Linked DNA regions of Mus musculus: region 1 is linked to region 2. Evidence: chromatin contacts called from public promoter capture Hi-C data. All regions are on one chromosome and are shown on one strand. Each heading gives the region's core, a stretch centred on a gene start, on an enhancer-like site or on the middle of the called end of the contact. The rest is flanking DNA. Distances are from core to core; before and after follow the strand shown. Region 1 holds the start of Scrn3 (secernin 3). Region 2 holds the start of Tlk1 (tousled-like kinase 1).

Evidence for each region. Capture Hi-C pulls out chosen DNA fragments and counts their contacts.
Region 1: a promoter capture Hi-C map of adipose tissue shows a contact between it and region 2, with 3 times the contacts expected there. The contact joins the promoter of Scrn3 here to the promoter of Tlk1 in region 2. A contact is called at or near these places in 1 of 39 promoter capture datasets (liver) and 2 of 9 other capture datasets (adipose tissue and liver).

The regions. Positions count from the first base shown.
Region 1 is chr2:73,310,602-73,314,206 of GRCm38.p6, reverse strand. Scrn3 (secernin 3) reads right to left here and starts at 1,555. Exons shown (of 8, transcript NM_029022.1): 1 at 1,494-1,555. Cir1 (corepressor interacting with RBPJ, 1) reads left to right here and starts at 1,615. Exons shown (of 10, transcript NM_025854.3): 1 at 1,615-1,790. The coding sequence starts at 1,719.
Region 2 is chr2:70,823,833-70,827,135 of GRCm38.p6, reverse strand. Tlk1 (tousled-like kinase 1) reads left to right here and starts at 1,656. Exons shown (of 20, transcript NM_172664.3): 1 at 1,656-1,943. The coding sequence starts at 1,805.

The DNA of each region.
Region 1 (3,605 bases), core at 306-2,805, 2.5 Mb before region 2:
CTTCGTGCACGGCCACCTTGTGTGTTAGGAACGGAACTCAAGTCTTCAGGGAAAGCACTGAGCTATCTTAACCATTGTTCTCTCTCTCTAACCCAGTTCCCTTCTTTTATAAGAACCAAATCATGCTGGGGGTGGTGGTGCACACCTTTGATCCCAGCACTTGGGAAGCAGAGGCAGATCTCTGAGTTCCAGACCACCCTGGCCTACAGAGTGAGTTCCAGGACACCCAGAGCTACACAGAGAAACCCTGAAAAAAAACAAACAGGAAGAACCAATTCTTAGCATAGTTTTATATGGGAGCATCCTAAATATTTTAAAACAAAATAAAAAATATAAATACAATAAATGTTTTATTGAAAGGAAAGCAAAGCAGGATATGATAGCCCACCTGCAATCTCAGGACTCGGCAGGATGAGCTAGAGTTTAAAGCTAGCCTATGTCTCAAAATGACTCAAGAAACAAGTTCACCATGGAACAAGTAAAGGGTCTTCTCCATCTCAAAGATGGGAAGACGTACCAGTTTTTCTTTTGTGTCGCCCCTCTAAATTTCTTGATCTCCTGCTTACTGTGCTCCAAAGTTAGCTACTCCAACACATAATTTAGGCAGGCTATTAATTCTCCTTTTTTCCAGGCCCGTCAGTATTAAAATAAATAAGTAAATAATTATTAAAACACCACCTAGAAGGTGAAAACCCAGCTTGGTGGTGCATGCCTGTAATTGAAGATTGAGCGTTACGTGGACCGCGCCACGAATAACACAAGATAAAAAAACAAAAAACTGGCACACAGCCAACACCCAAATGAAAGCTGACATCCGTTGTACCTTGGCATTCTTATCCTCACCAGACTAAGTGACTATCCTCAGTGGACTAAGCCTTGCTTACCCGAAACTGGGATGGCGGCAACAGCTAAGAAACCCGCACCCAGGGAGAAAGTCGTTGGCCCTAACATGTTCTCATCATTCACGATGTTTGCTGAGCAAACTTCTGCATGGCTAGAAATAACGGAAGGGAGCTGGGTGTAGTGGCGCAGGCCTTTAATCCCAGGCCTGGGAAGGCAAAGGCAGACGGATCTGTTAGTTCAAGGGCAACCAATGCTACATGGCGAGGTATACATAATGATAATAATAATAATAATAATATTATTATTATTATTATAATTATTATTAAACCTTAACAGTAATTGGAAAGGAAGAGCCTAGGTTCTTGAGCTTCTAACAGTCTATTCCCGTGCTTTTGGTAACACCAATCTTCCGAGGCTCACAAACGTCCTACAGTTGCCGGGAGACAACTTAATCTACATGGGAACTGCGCGGCAAAAGAAAATTTTTTTGCAACTGGAGTCGGCGTTGCCAGAAAGTGCTGGGCTCGAACCTCGAGACCTCGCTTGTTCGGGCTGACCGCGCTCGGATCGAAGCTGACGCAGCAGAGCCCGCCGCCGCTCGCGACCCCGCAGAGAGCGAGCATCGCGCACAGGGGGTTCCCCAAGCTTACCTCTGCTGCGCACGCGCGGACGCCGCCAAAGCCGCGGCAGCCACCAGAAGCGACTGCCGGAAGAGAGCAAGAGGGGCGGTGCCAAGCGTCAAACCACGGAAGTAGTCATCCTCCCGACCTCGGAAGTTCTCGCCCAAACTTGCCTAGCAGTTCCGGTGAAGCTCCGGGAGTTTGTTTACGTTCCGAGAAGACCTAGCGGTTGGCTTCTCCGACTCAGACGCCAAGATGGGGAAGTCATTCGCCAATTTCATGTGTAAGAAGGACTTCCATCCTGCGTCCAAATCCAACATCAAGAAGGTGAGTAAAGGCATCCGGAGAGGGCAGAGATTGCTAAGCTCCCTGGGAGGGTCGTATCCTCCTCACGGCTGGAGTCGTCGATCTTTCCCCCTTGCAGGAATGATCCCCCAAGTCCCGCCTGTCAGTCAGTGGGGAGACCCACGCATGGTTTGATAACACTGTCCGTTCAGGATCCGTCTCCTACAGCCCCAAGCCGGTGAACTCTGCTCTGGGTCGAGACTCCTGCTTAACGGAGATCTTCTGGCAGAAATCCTCCCTCTGCTCACTCTCCATCCCGTAGTGTGTTTCTGATGGCTGCGTTCAAGTTGAGCGTTTTAAACAATCACAGGGCAACCAGTTGCTGGACACAGAAGGGCCGTGGCGAGAATTACAGCGCCAAAGAATGGCGACGGGAGAGTGCTTGGGCTTTGGATTCTTAGTTCAGTACAGTTACATGTAGCCCTGAGGCCTCGCACAAAATAGTCAATGATGTGAGCATTAGCCTCGTACACTGTTGATCAAGAATTATCAGTGTCAGTTGCCCTAGTTTGTAAAAATTTTAGGGAGATTAGATGAGATAGTATGGCCAATGACTAGAAACTCGAAATGAAGGCTTAGCACTGTGTGTTAAGAAAAGTACTCAAGTACTCAAAAGTACACAAACTTATGAGAATATATTTCGCTTTTGTTTCCAAACCAGTTGTGGGTCCTGTATATTACCATACATCTAAAGAATGTATATATTAGCATGCATGTACATTAGGATATCTGTGGAAGAAAGTGCAAGAAATGCTAACACTGGTTATCTGCAAATATAGTTACTTAGGTTTTTAAGTCCCTTGGGAGTGGGGAGGGCTTGCCAGATCTCAGCCTTACTCCTTGACCCCAAAAGTCTTGTTCTGTTTATTTTGTAGTACTCCTAATCCCCACGAGTGTATTTCTTTATGTGTTTCATAGCCTCTATTTGAGGTGGGATCTCCTGCAGTCTAAGCTGGCTTCAAACTTGCTGTCTAGGGAGGATAGCCCTGAACTCCTTGTCCTTCTGCCTCCAACCCCCTGCCCCCACCCCCAACCCCCACCCCCGCATGCTGGGATTACAGGTGGAAGCCACTGCAATCAACTACCACTTCTCCTAGGTCATAAAGTAGTTTATAATATGCAGGAGAAGCATTGTGAGCACTTTGACAATGGAGCTGCATCTTATTTTTAATTCAGTTACTGGAATTGAGTCTTGAGCAGTCGAGACTAATGAAAATAACTGTACAGTCTAAAGCTTGAGATACACGGTAATTTTTCTGTTTTGGTTGGGGTCTTACTGTGTAGTTCTGACTGGTCTGGAATACTTAGTAGTCCTACCTCAGCCTCTTGAGTTCTAGGATTATGGACATGGGCCAACACACTCAGCTAAACACAGTGAAAACAGCTAAAGGGCAGGTGCCATCCTGGAAGAAGCCAGGGAACTCTATCCACAATGCTCAGGTCCAAGACACCCGTCTTCTCTTCTAAGTGCTGTGAGCATCTTTTCATTTCAGTGTATTAGATGTGTTTCATTATAGAAGACAAGTGGGCTGGAGGGCTGTCAAAATTGCTAGTGGCTAAAACACTTGTTGCACAAGTGTAAGGATCAGAGTTTGGATCCACCATCCCTTGGTAATCCTAGCCTTCATGAAAAGAAGACAGGAGTTCCTCTGTGCAAGCTGGTAGCTGGACTAGTAGAATTGTTGACCTCTGGGTCCAGTGAGAGACCCTGCCTCAGTAAATGAAGGGGAGAGTGACTGAAGATCCCGGATCCCACACTCACATACTCGAAAACACACACACACACACACACTTGTT
Region 2 (3,303 bases), core at 407-2,906:
TATGGCTCTGAGGGGGATGGAAATGGGGCAGGTAGGAACCTCAAAGGGGTGGGGAGAAGGGAGTTGAGTGGGCAACAGATGTTTGCTACTGATTGTACAAGGGGCATCAGAGCTGTATACACCCTACAGTGTGAACTAAAGCCACACACTTTACAGTGAGTTCTATGTCAATAAAGTTGTTCAATTTGTGAGTTCTTAGGTTTCAAAAGCAGAATGTGACTGAAAACAAGAATCTGAAGCACAGGAACACCCCAGTGACTTCTGGCATAGCTGACAACCAAGGCTCTATTCTGGGAGTACAGTTTATCTGAAGAAAACATTACGATGAGAAATGCAAAGTCATAAAAATAAAAAATAGAAATGACATTTTGGTCCCCCTGGTAATCATGTCATTTCCTTATGCCTGCACAGTTGCTCTATAGCATAATCATTTTAGTGTTCTATTCAATTTGGTTTAAAGAGAGCAGTAACCTTGTCGTATTTTTCCTGGACTACCAGACTTGCTCTTTTATGAACAAGATGGCCAATCGCTGGTGTGTGTACGTGGGTGTGCAGAAAGCTATGCTCTATCTATAAATTTTAGCAAATGCTGTAATTTGTTTTGGGAATTCGTCGTCAATACTCAACAGCGGCACCAGAAACTGGAAATTTCTAGAAACTATACCTTCTTCAAGATGAACACTATAGTTTTTTTGTTTTTTGTGTTTTTTACTGTGAATTCAGTAGTCAACATTTTCTATTTAGATTTTCCACTTCTGTGAAAACAAAGAACAAACAGCTATACCACACACTCAGGCTACCCCACCGGTAGGGTTTCTCAATTCTTTTGGTAGATTGTTTTAAGGAAAGTTTTATTTTCTTAGGTTCTTTTTTTTTTAATTCCGTGACTACTCCTGTTTTGCAGATGGATAAGTGCACACTGCTCTTTCTTTCTTTTTCTTTCTTTCTTTCTTTCTTTCTTTCTTTCTTTCTTTCTTTCTTTCTTTCTTTCTTTCTTTCTTTCTTTCTTTCTTTCTTTCTCCTTCTTCTCCTTCTTCTCTTTCTTCTTTTTCTCCTGAAGGGCAAGAAGCAACTCTCAACTTTTCAGTTCCATTTTGAGACTCCGGAGCCAGGCGAGAGCAGAGGCGTCTCGGGCAGGCTGGGTGTGGGGCGCGCTTCGGAGCAGGCGCGCCGCGGCGAGGGGGAGGCAGGTGGCAGCGGGGGCGCGCCTCCCTCCGGCCGGCTCCGCGCACGCGACTCGCCGCTCCGCGCCGCGCCGCGGGCCCCGCGCCTCCCAGCGCGCTCGCGCCCTCCCCGCCCTCGCCCCGCCCGGGCAGGGCCCTCCCCCCTCCCCCCTGCCGGCCCCGCGGCCGCCGCCGCCGCCGCTGCTACCGGAGGCGCAGGAGCCTCGCGATAGTGTTTGCATTGGCGGCGCGTGACGCCGCCGCCGCCGCCGCCCGTAACTGATGCAGAGGTTACCCCGCCGCCTCAGCCGCCACCCACCGCCCGCCACCGCCCGGGCGACGCCGGGGCCCGACGCACTGCAGAGGTGCCGGCAGGTTCCGCCCGCGGAAGTGGCCTCGGTCGGCGCGGCCCGCGCTCCGCCCGCGCTCCGGCCCCGGCCCCGCGGCCCCGGCCACTCGCCTCCCCTCGGCGCTACCCTCCCCGCCCGCCCTCCGCCCGGCGCGCTCCCTCGGCGGCGCGGCGCTCCCCTCCCAGCCCTCGCGCCCGCGCTCGCCCTCAGCGCGGCCCCCGCCATGACGGAGGCGGGTGCCGGTGCCGCCGCCGTCGCAGGGGGGGAGTCGGGCTCCCAGAAAGTAGCTTGATGAGTGTCCAAAGTAGCAGTGGAAGTTTGGAGGGGCCGCCATCTTGGTCCCGGCTCTCCACGTCTCCAACCCCGGGCTCGGCGGCGGCGGCCAGGTCCCTGCTGAATCACACGCCGCCATCCGGGAGGCCCAGGGAAGGTAAGCGCCGCCGCGCCCTCCCGCGGGCTCCCTCGGCCCGCGCGGACCCCGGGCTGGGGTGGGGGGTGGCGGTTCGCGGGCGGGAGGCCTGCCCTGGCTCCCTGAGCCTCCTGGCCTCGGGGCTCGGGTGGGTTTGCCCTCGCGGTGCAGCCTCGGCGCGCGAGCCCCCTCCCCTAGCCCGCACTCCTCCCATAGAGGCGGTCCCCGCGCCGCAAGCCGGGCCGCCGGGACCGGTTAAGATGCCCCTCGCCCGCCTCCCGCATGCTCTGGGCTGCCTCGGATCCGAGTCGGATCCCCATCGCGGCCCCTAGAGCGATCCCAACGGCAGACCGACTCGTGGGCAAGGCTGCTCGTGCCACCCCCCCCCCCCCCCCAGATGGTTGCAACTTTCCTTCCTTCGCCATCGGCTCCTGCATGTTTGAACGTTATGCTCGTGGGTTGCAAGTACGCTCGTGTTCCTTTCTGCCCAAGGGTGGTGGGCTTTTTTTTTTTTTTTTTTGGTGGAAATTCCTGCTTGAAGGTTTCTGCAAAACACGCACTGAGATCGGTTACAATTGTTTTCTAAGTTTTCTGGCTCCTTGCATGCAAGTGTTCTGCCACCAGATGTAGCAGTCACACAGCTAGTAAGGCACCTAGTGCTTTTGACTAAAAAATGAACTTGCTGCCTTTAACTTTAAGTATACTCCATAAAATGGAATTCGGGAGAACACTCCTTTACCAGGGAAGAATAAATTTGCATCGGATCTCTTTTAACGCCCTTTTGTCTGGAAAATGCGAAGTCGTATTCGTTAGCAATCGGTAAATGGGCTGTTCGCTCCCGGTTGTCTCGCACAAGGAGATTATCAGCACCTTTAAAAAAAAGAAGAAAACGTTTGAAAGTCCAGCAGTCTAGTAAGCCTTGTAAAGAAATTCAGAGCTTCGGTTTATGAGTCGTTCGGATTATTGTATTTTGAAAATATGTCTATATTTATTATCCATAGCTTTGGTAATTGCTAATCAAATGTTTCTTGCCCGGATCCAGTGGTTGAGGCATAGCATTCTTTGTCATTTTGTTCCCGTGAGCATGTGTGAAAGTGACAATAGGCTCAAAGATTGACGTGAATATGCTCTAGAAAATTCATGGGAAGATTTGATTTATGGCATCCATTAAACATGCCGAATACGTTGACAGACATTTTCCCCTTTCATCTCACCCTGACACTGATTTTTCATTAAAAGAAATAAGAGCTTATTTATTGAATGACTTAAATTAATAATCTGAGTTTTTCCTTCTGTTCTTGAAAGTTTATGTACATGTATAAGCTTGAAAATTTGTAAGTTTAAAATTTAAAGTGTGTGTTGTAAATAGGGCAGTTGGTGC